Linked DNA regions of Sus scrofa: all the other regions are linked to region 3. A link is a contact called in public targeted proximity ligation data. All regions are on one chromosome and are shown on one strand. The core of a region is the stretch at or near the end of the contact, and the rest is flanking DNA. Distances in the headings are between cores, read along the strand shown. Region 1 overlaps TTC7A (tetratricopeptide repeat protein 7A). Region 2 overlaps TTC7A (tetratricopeptide repeat protein 7A). Region 3 overlaps LOC110260018.

The links.
Region 1: a contact with region 3 is called in a targeted proximity ligation map of alveolar macrophages. A contact is called at or near these places in 1 of 47 Hi-C or Micro-C datasets (liver) and 2 of 2 datasets of targeted methods (alveolar macrophages and skeletal muscle).
Region 2: a targeted proximity ligation map of alveolar macrophages shows a contact between it and region 3. A contact is called at or near these places in 2 of 47 Hi-C or Micro-C datasets (brain and liver) and 2 of 2 datasets of targeted methods (alveolar macrophages and skeletal muscle).

What each region holds. Positions count from the first base shown.
Region 1 is chr3:93,491,000-93,494,518 of Sscrofa11.1, reverse strand. The region is part of intron 15 of TTC7A (tetratricopeptide repeat protein 7A); the gene reads left to right. Among named protein-coding and RNA genes, the nearest start is that of TTC7A, 99 kb to the left of the region's middle.
Region 2 is chr3:93,540,786-93,544,044 of Sscrofa11.1, reverse strand. The region is part of intron 5 of TTC7A (tetratricopeptide repeat protein 7A); the gene reads left to right. Among named protein-coding and RNA genes, the nearest start is that of TTC7A, 50 kb to the left of the region's middle.
Region 3 is chr3:93,355,318-93,358,562 of Sscrofa11.1, reverse strand. LOC110260018 reads right to left here. Exons shown (of 3, transcript XM_021087545.1): 3 at 608-1,845. The coding sequence ends at 1,787. Among named protein-coding and RNA genes, the nearest start is that of CALM2, 15 kb to the left of the region's middle.

The DNA of each region.
Region 1 (3,519 bases), core at 1,014-3,513, 130 kb before region 3:
TCAGTGGGTTAAGGATCCTCTGCCACAGGCTGGCGGCCACAGCTCCAATTTGACCTCTCTTTTGGGAACCTCCCTATGCTGCAGGTGCGGCCCTAAAAATAAGACCAAAAAAAGAAAAAAGTAACACCCTCAAAGAGCAAGTGCGTGGGAGCGTAATCAGTTCATTGCCCTGGTGGAGTCTGGGAGGCCTGTGTCCTTGAGCACTTCCTGGCTTTGCAGGTCTGAGTGAGCACCCGGTGACTACAGCCTGATTAGAGGCGAGGGCGTGGCTGCCTCCTACACAGACACTGCTCCTCCCCTTCTCCCCACTGCCCATCCTGTGCTAGGGGAGGGACCTCAGAGCCCCACCTGCAGGCTTTCATCCCTGTCCCTGCTGGTCAGATCCCAAGGGGTGCCCTCCTTACCTGGCTTCGCTTCCAAATCCATCCTCACAGGCTCCCCTCAGGCTCCACTTTGCCCTGAAGCTCCTACACTTAACACTGAACCCCTCAGGAGCTCCCGCTGTGGCGCAACAGGATTGGCAGTGGCTTGGGAGCACTGGGACATGGGTTTGATTCCTGGCCCAGCATGGTGGGTTAAGGATCCAGCATTGTCGCAGCTGTGGCTTAGTTTGAGGCTTCAGATCGGATCTGATCCCTGGCTGGGAGCTTCCTATGCTGTGGGGCAGCCAGTTTAGTATCGGATGCTTCTTCTGTTTCCTAGTTGCCTTGGATGTGTGGTTGAGCTTCCCTGAGGGCATGGAGGCACCTGCAGGGCAGAGAAGGTCTATCCTCTGGCTCCCCTTCCTCCCTGCAGGAAACCCAAGGTGGGGCACCCAGCACACCAGTAGCCCCTCCCACGGGGAGACCCTGGTTGTCGTTTTGTTTGTTCTCTAAGGAAGTGGCGGGGTTGGGGAGTGAGGGGGGATGACACATTGGGGTGTCGGCTTCTTACAGCCCTCAGAGTGCTCTCACATCCCCTTAACCTGGTTTGGTTATTGTTTGGGTTTGATTTAGTGTTTATACCCCTCCTACTCTAAAAGTGAAAGGGCTTAACAGGAAAGTTAGCAACTATCTCAGGGTCACCTGACAAGTGGCAAAACAGGAACTAGAACCCAAGCCAGCTGATTGGCTGAACAACCCCAATATGCTTGAACTCCAGGCGCTTCAATAATAGTACCACAGCGGGACACCCAGGGTTCCTCTGCACCAGGCACTGCTCTAAGCACTTTTCGTGCATTAACTCTTTTTTTCTTTCTTTTTTTTTTTTTCCTGGTCTTTTCAGGGCCACCCCCACGGCATATGGAAGTTCCCAGGAGTCGAATCAGAGCTGCAGCTGCCGGCCTACACCACAGCCACAGCAATGCAGGATCTGAGCTGCCTCTGCGACCTACACCGAGGCTTGCGCCAGTACCAGATCCTTAACCCACTGAGCAAGGCCAGGGAGTGAACCCGAGTCCTCATGGATCCTAGTTGGGTTCATTACCGCTGAGCCGCTACAGGAACGTTGGGAGGTGTAGGAATGGTTACTCCCACTTTCCGGGTGAGGAAACAGAGGCACAGAGGGCATAAGTAGGCACCTGTGTATAACGGGCTCAGTAAGTCATAACAAGAGGACCCAGGTGGACCGAAGCCATTATGTATGTTATTTGCACATAACAACCATCAGAGCTTAGCGACCCTGTCATTTCCATTTTATAGCTATGAAGCTCAAGCTCTAAGGCAAAATGACTGCCCAGCATGAGGGTGAGGGGGTGGGGTCCCATAACTAGCAGGGAAGCTGGGATTTGAACTTGGGTCGGCCGACTTGGGCCCTGGTTTCCCAGAGGAGCCCTACTTCCTGTAGAGCTCCAGGCGGTGCACAGGCTCTGGCCTCCTGGCTGAGGAGTTACTTTCCAGAGGCGTGGCTGCCTGACTCAGAGAATAGCCTGCTTTTTCCACTCAATTATGTGTTTTCTATAAAAATAGAACTCTTCATTAAAATAACGCAGCACAGCCATCAGCTGGAATTAGTAATTACTGTCCTTTAAAGAGATAATTGCCCCTTTTGTGTATTCACCCTACCTGCTGCCACCCTCTCCCCCTCTTTGGCGGGGCTCCTGCCATGGCCAGGAGCCGGGGCCGGGGGACCTGGGAATGCACCGATGGGGCAGTGGGACCCGGGAGAGGGGTGAGTTCCCGCAGGCTGCTTTTCAGCTTTGCTTCCTCGGGTCCTGGTCCTGGGGCCCCTGCAGCTTTCCCAGCCTCAGTGAATCCTTGTGACTCAACTTCCTTCTTCTGTTACCCAACAAAGACTTGTTGAGTGACATTGGGTGAGACGCTGGGGATTCAAAGATAAGAAAGACACGGTCCCTGGAGTTCCCGTCGTGGCTCAGCAAATCCGACTAGGAACCATGAGGTTGCGGGTTTGATCCCTGGCCTTGCTCAGTGGGTTAAGGATCCAGCATTGCCGTGAGCTGTGGTGTAGGTCGCAGACGTGGCTCAGATCCTGCATTGCTGTGGCTCTGGTGTAGGCCGGCGGCTACAGCTCCGACTCGACCCCTAGCCTGGGAACCTCCATATGCCGCAGGAGCAGCCCAAGAAATGGCAAAAAGACAAAAAAAAAGAAAAAAAAAAAAAAAGAAGAGAAAGAAAGAAAGACATGGTCCCTGACCGAGCGCAGGGTCTGGGAGGGAAGACTGGTAATGATGGAACCATCTCAGGATGCCCACTGACCTTGCTCAGGGGGTGGCCAGGCACCGGGGGTGGCTGCCTTTAAAGTTTCTGTTGCCCTTAGTCCTCCTAACAGCCTTCCTGGTGGCACCATTGTGGCCCCTGTTCAACAGCCAATTGAGTTCAGAGAGGCAAAGGCACCTGCTAGGAGACAGCAGGGCCGGGAAGGGGACCCATGTTGCCTGATGCCAAAGGCCCTGTTTCAGCACAATGTCCTCCTGTTTGACGGGGAGTGACTCCCTCAGGTTCACAGCAGTTCTGGTGTTCAAGTGTTTCTTGCCCGTGCTGCGTCAAATGTATAGGGAACTTCTTTTAAGGAACATGAAAGTGAAAAATGTGGACCCGTCGTGCTTGCCACCCACACAACCCCTGTCCTTCCCTGCAGCCAGCTCAGCTCTGCCAGCATCCCCCTGCCACCAAGAGTTGGGTGCTGGGGTGAGCAGTGGGGCTGGGGCGGGGGGGGGGGGCACACGGGAAGATGACTGGAGGCCTTGGGTGAGAGCAATGGACACGATGATAGTGCTTGCTTAGCCAGAACTGTTGTCACAAAAATATCCCCCGTTTACAAAATAATTCTTTTTAAAAGAAAAAAAATTTTTTTGGAAAGGCTCATGTTCACCCCAATCTGAGGAAGCCCACCCTAAGCTATTGCGTCCTCACAGCAATGCAAAGAAATGATTTGTCTTTGCCTCCAATGAGAATCGCTCCAAGGCTCCATCCTTTGACAAATAATTAGCAGACTGATCCCAGCTCAGGATTGCAGGCAGGGCAGGGCCTGGGAGAAGAGAGGGGAAGGGGAGGCGGGTACCAGGCCCACCCATGCTTTCCC
Region 2 (3,259 bases), core at 300-2,799, 190 kb before region 3:
GTCAGGATTTTTTTTTTTTTTTTAGGGCCACACCCGCGGCATATGGAAGTTCCCAGGCTAGGGGGTGAATCAGAGCTGCAACCACCAGCCTACGCCACAGCCACAGCCACGTGGGATCCAAAACTCCTCTGTGACCTACACCACAACTCACGGCAACGCAGGATCCTTAACTCACTGATCGAGGCCAGGGACGAACCCACAACCTCATGGTTACTAGTTGGCTTCGTTTCCACGATCTCCAGCCCAGGATTTTTCAGCCTCAGCACTGTTGATATTTCGAGCTGATACCCTTCATTGTGGGGGCCTGTCCTATAGATTGTAGGTTTTAACGACATCCCTGGCCTCTATCCCCTAGAAGTTAGCAGATTCCCCCGGCCCTGAGTGTGACAACTAAATGTCTCCATTGAGATAGGTCCTAGGGTGGGGTCCAGGGGTAAAATCACCCCAACCTGAGAACCTCTGTCTGAGCCCAAGGTACGAGAGGCAGGAGGTCAGGGTGAGATTGGTCCGCAGACACTTGATATGGGTCACGTTTGCTAGGGCAGCTCTGAAGTCTTTTCAAGGGCTCCAGAGCCACTTCTGCTGGTTAAATTCACCCTCTCTTACCTGGGCTCTTGAGGTGTTTGGGAAGGGGCAGAAACCCTTCTCTGTGTTCAGAGAGCTCATGGCCCAGCACGTGTGTGTGTGTGTGTGTGTGTGTGTGTGTGCATGCATTTGGAGGGGGTGTGTGGGGTGGGAAGAGCCCAGCCCTTCACGTCCCAGGCCCCCGCCCCATCCCAGGGCAGGATGATGACCAACCTTCCTTAAGGGGCTCACATCCCAGTGGGGCGCTGACTGCATAGGAGCCAGCGCTCTGTGCCAGAGGAAGAGAGGGCAGAGAGGTGGGGTCCTGCTGCTGCCTGGGACAGGCTGGATCTAAGGAGACAGTTCATCCTGGGGGCTGGTGCAGTGGGCCTCCTCCCACCCCCGGGCTTGGGCGTTGCTGGGCCGTAGAAGAGGTCCCTGACGGCTTAAGGGACAGGAGGAGATGGGGGGACCTGTTTCTGGGCTAGAGTCTGAGGGCTTGAGCTCATTCCCCCCGTGGGCAGGGGGTGGACCCAGTCCCCAGAGGGGCCGGAGGAGCTCCTTCTGAGTGTGGGGCACTCAGCCCCAGGGGCCAGATGGCCACAAGCAGGGCCTGCTCCCAAGGTCCCTGCAGTTGAGGTTTGACATAATTTAAAGGGTGTGGTGTTCTGCCCTGCACTATGTGGTGATGTTTGCTCGGCCTCCGGGCACTGCTGCTCCTTTAATTCTGGGCTTCAGTGAGACCTGGCTGCCACTTACTCATTCACTGTCTGAGGGACATTCATTTTTTCCAAGGACCTTGTCCTCTTGATCCAGTAGTTCATTCCCTCAGACAACTCCTGCCGCTTGCTCTGTGGCTGATGGCAGGGTCCCTAACTGACCTGGGATTGCAAGTACTTCCTGACCGTCAGGAGTTGGGAGGCCCCTCCCCAAAGGCAGGGACCCGGGATACCTGGGGTCCACTTCCCCTCGCCGCCACCAGAGGGCAGCCATGGACTCTGGTTGAGCCTCACCCCAGGCAGTTCTGCGGTTGCCAGCTACCGCACCTGTCTGTTGGAGGAGGCACCTTTCTGTTGGGAGAGGAGACAGGGGTGGGGGGAGTTGGGGGCGGTGGCAGTGGCAGCTGGGCTCAGGGTCCTGGCTGTAGGAGAGGCTTGGTTCTCTTTCACATGATGCAGCTGTGGGGGTGACGCAGCACGAGAGGCTGGCAGCGATGCAATGCCAGCAAAGCTCTTGGTGACCCGACCTCCCTAGGACCAAGGCTCCGGGCATTTCCCAAGAAAAGAACGTGAGCCTGAGCCGGCTTGGCTCTCTCCCCTAGAACGGGCAAGGGGCCATCTGTCTTTGGGGTGGTTTTTTCCCTTTGCTTCTCCCTGGACCTGCAGAACCCATGGTTGGCTCAGGGCCGGGAGTGAGCTTGAGCCAAGTGTGTTGAACTAGGTGGGCTGTGTGTTTTGTGCATGTTCTTTAAAAATAAAAATTCTTTTTTAATTACTAAAGCAGTAGGTGCTCATTGTACCAAAACCAAACAATAGAGAAGGGAGTGTGTGTTTTCTGAGGGAGTTCCCCAGGGCTTGGCAGGGTGTGCAGCTTTATGAAAACACTTTTCCTTTCTGCTGTGTGTGTGTGTGTGTGGAGGGGGCACCTTAGACGGCCCAGCCTGCTGTTGGGTGTGACCCCCTGAGGGGTGTGTTCAGTCAGCAGTAATTTTTATTCTCAGCAACCACCCAGTATCAGCAGTTGGGGGGGGACCGGGGGGAGGGCAGGAGACAGACTGCTTGAAGGGGCATTCAGGGACCAGAATCACCCAGCAGCGAAGCCCAGGAGAGTCTGGTGGTCCCTGTCAGGCTTTGGGCACAGGGAGACTTTGGAGGCCCATCGAAGAAAGCATCCTTCTAGCCTCTCAATGCACAGCCTTCATTGCCCGTACCGCCCCCACCTCACTAGAAAGGTCCCCTTGCCTGTACGTCCTCAGGGCCCTGCAAAAGAAATGTCACCGCCTCTTTCTGCGGCTGCGAGTAAAGAGGAGAGCTTTAGGTTTTGAACTGATGATGCGGGTCTGTAGCAGGAGGGACGAACTTGCTAACCGTTTGAACTTCACCTGAGCTTGTCTCCTGACTCAGCCCTCCAGCCGTTGGGATCTGCCAACTGGCTGTGCGTTTCTGGGCCTTTGGCTGGAAACCTCTCATACACAATGAGCAGTGCCAGCCCTGAGATGGGGGCTTCTGGCCAGGGTTGTACGTGCCAGAGTCTGTTTAGGTTCCATTCAATGAAAAATTCCACACACTTTTTCCTTCTCTGTTTCAAATGCAACCAAATCCCGCATTCCACAAAACATTGGTTGTGCACCTACTGTATGCAAAACATTTTACCAAGCTCTTGGATAAATCAAGAGCATGGCTAATTTTATAGACTGTGCAGGGCTGTGAATGAGCTATTCATTCACTCGTTTGGTCTCTTAATTCATTCCCCCTGAATTAATTGAAAGCCTGCTGAGAACAGGACACTTGGTATACAGTATCCAGGCTCTTGGTATACAGTAGGCACTTTGTAAAGGCTAAGTCAGTGGGATCCTGGAGGTCAAATGGCCAGGAAAGGAAGGGGTAACTGTGCCAGGTTGGAAAACACACACTGTCTTTCTTGAGGGTCTGGTTAGTTAAAAGGGAGTAAACTCTGAGCCCCTTGGTGCCTGTGG
Region 3 (3,245 bases), core at 48-2,547:
AATAGATCAGAGAACAAATCAAACCTTGCACATCAGAGATGCCAGGCTCAGCAGCATATAATCTTCTAAGGCTAATATATGGGCTGTATAACCCTACTGAGCAAAAAGTATGTTTTATTCAGGAAAACAACAAATCAAGTAATCTCTCTGTAGAAAGCCATTCACGGGTCATTTGGAAATTGAATCCATAATGTTTAATAGAGACTGTTTATACCAACAATGACCGAGTTGCAAATAAATAAAACTGAAAGCCATGATAAATTAGCTTCCTAGCCTTTATATGTTTATTACATTGTCATCATTCAAACCCACTGAAGTCAAATTTGTTTTACCAATCTCCTAAATTCAATCCAGTGAGCTCCTGGTCTTTATACAAAACCAATTCATATTGTCAAGTCACAGCAAGAAAAATTATTATGCTGTTTTTTTACCATCCAAAGGGACTTTACTAAGTGTAAGTAATTATACAAGCTTTTTACCATCCAGAAATCTATTATTTAGATGGGAATTCTAGTCACATGCTCTGAGACCCTTAAAATGGCAATGAAATAAAAAGTCGACCCTGGGGAATATGTCATACCCGACATGTTAAAAGGATCCCTAGGGCTTTCGTCAGGAAATAAAGAGCTGCGCTAGAGTTTTATTGAAAAATCGTGATGACAAAGCCTTTTCCATTTAAAAATCACAGTTCATCAGCATCATCAAATCAATGGCTGGAAATGAATGGAGAGGGTCTCCTTTTGCTCTCTGCTTGGCATCCAGCTTTGCGTAATGCATTCACCTCCCCGGCTGCAAATCAGGTCAGGAGACAGGTCCGAAAATTCCCCAGGACGACAGGGTTCCTGCTCGGCAGAGGCCCAAGTTGGGCTGAAGCCTCCCCTCTGCTGCCGGCTGCAGACCTACTTCTCACCGATCCGCTGTCAGTCTCTGGGAAGCCTCTTCGCCAGAAAATCCAAAGTGCCTTCCCTCTCGGGAGCTCAAACACACGCAGTCTTTCTTGGTGGCGGGGTCTATGAAGGCCTCAAAATGTTTATTCCTCCTAAGTTGGCATTAGTAAAGGCTGTGAGGTTTTTCTTAATTCGGACTTCCGCGCAGAAGTTGCTCCTTGAAACAAGACAAAGGAGACCCGGGGCCGCACAAGGCAGGTCTGAAGCAGGCTCTGTCAAAGCCAGGCACCTCAAGCACTCCCCTCTGCCTCCTTTGTGGGGCAGGGAAGGGAGCGATGGTGATTCCTCGCAGGGGAATGTGGGAGGAAAGGTAAACAGTGCCTGTGAACTGCCGAGAGCTGCCTGGTGCCAAGAAAGGAGCACTCTCCCCGTCCCAATCACAAGGCAAATATTTACTGACCGGACTCCATGCATAGCACTGTGGGCAGCAGGAGAGCAAATGGCCTCGCAGGCTGCAGGGATAGAGCTCCGGAGGCCTAGCTAGCCTAGCTGGGGAGTTGGGGGGGCACGGATTTCAGAGGCAGGAAACCCTGGTTTGAATGCTCTGACACTACATAACCGTAGCTGTCTCTGATTGAGCAACTGACTCTCTGAGCTTCAGTTTCCTCGTTGCACAGTGAAGGGTTACAGCGAATCTGCTGGAGGGTAACCGTCAGGGTGAGAGTCAGTGCCTGTCGATTGCCTGGCACGGCATAAACCTGTTTCCATCATCCCGCCCTCACTGTCCCCGCCCTTCCCGGACTCTGTATTGGACAGGAGGTTCTGCATCCAGCAATGCGGCCCTTCCCCAGGCTGGTCGTATTTCCATGTCAACATTGCGAGGTCCTTGAGAGCTGGAGCTACATCCTGCCGGGCTCTGCCAGTCCCCCAGGACCAGCCCCAGCTTCACGGTGGGTGCCTGAATCACACACAGACTGTCTGCTCAGAAACAGGAGAAAGAAGCCAGCCCCTCTCTCACCACCGCCCCCCACCCCCGCCCCTTCTCTCTCGCTCTCTCTCCTCCTCCTCCTCTGCTGCAGTCAGGCCTGCAGCCAGAAAAAGCCCAGTATCTCCCCCCATCATTTCCTGCAGCCTCCACATGCCTGAGCAGTGGCGGAGGGGACAAGACCGGGAGCCGCTCCAGACCAGTCCACGGCTGCTACCCGGACGCCTCCCCAGCCTCCCTTTGGGGAGTCTTCTGAGGGGCAGCGGAGGGCAGAGGCACCGCTCATGCAGGAGTTCAGACAGTTCCCAGCCACTCCTCAGTCTGCCCTCTCTCCCAGTCTTCTATGAAGACAGTGTCCCCAAATTCACAGCGACCTTCATCCTTGTGGCTGAAATCAGGGGGACAAACTCCCTTTCCTGAGAGCTCGCAGCCCAGGCGCTGGTTTATAAAGGGCTGGTTTAGTTCCTCCTCAGAACAGGAGGAAATAGGGTAAATCTTATTGGTCCCATTTTGCAAATGAGGAAACTGAGGCTAAGAGAGGTTAAGGCACTCCCCCACGTCACAGCCAGAAAATGTCTGAGCTGGGATTTGAGGCCGTCTGACTCCGAAGCTCACCCCCTTCAGCTGGCTGCCTGCTAGCAGGTGGCGGGGAGGGAGCTGACTCATGGCTTCTGATTCGTTCAGTTCTCTTTTCTGCATTAGCGTTGCTTCACCCTAATGAACAGATATTGCATTATGCACCTCTCACTTTGCAAAAACAGCCACATGAGGCTGCTTGCCTGCAAGCCCAAAGAGTCACATTTCCAGGTGACAGATAGGCAGAGTAGCTTGTGGGTAAGTTAAAAGAGAATGTTAGCATCCTTAGAGATCATCTAAATCAGAGATTCTTAAGATGGAGTTCAAGGGTAGACCTCAGGGGAATCTGTAAAATTTGTATATATAAGAATTTTCCTAGGGCCAGGGTGCAGAACTTTCATCAGATTCTCAAAGAGATTTTTAAGCTCCAAAGGGTTAAGAACTGTGCCCGGTCTGCCAACCAGACCTCAAATTCCCAGGCTCCAGGTCCATGAGGCAGCACAATTTGTGATCGAGAAAACCCAGAGCTAAATACCAGGAGCAGAATCTGAGCTCTGAATCTTCTGGCAAACATTTTAAAGACTCATGAATTATTAAAATGGCTAATTAAGTCAACCTTCACCGGAGAATATTTGCTTTTCCCCCTCATCACTGAGCTGACTGTGAAACTTGAGTTTGCTCCATCTGAAACACAAGGTCAGTTCCCTTTGTTCTTTCTTCACAGGTCTAGGAAGAACGAGGAGTGGCCTGCTGTGTTGAGTAGTAGCAGCCTGCTGTGTGCGCCTCGGTATACTGGG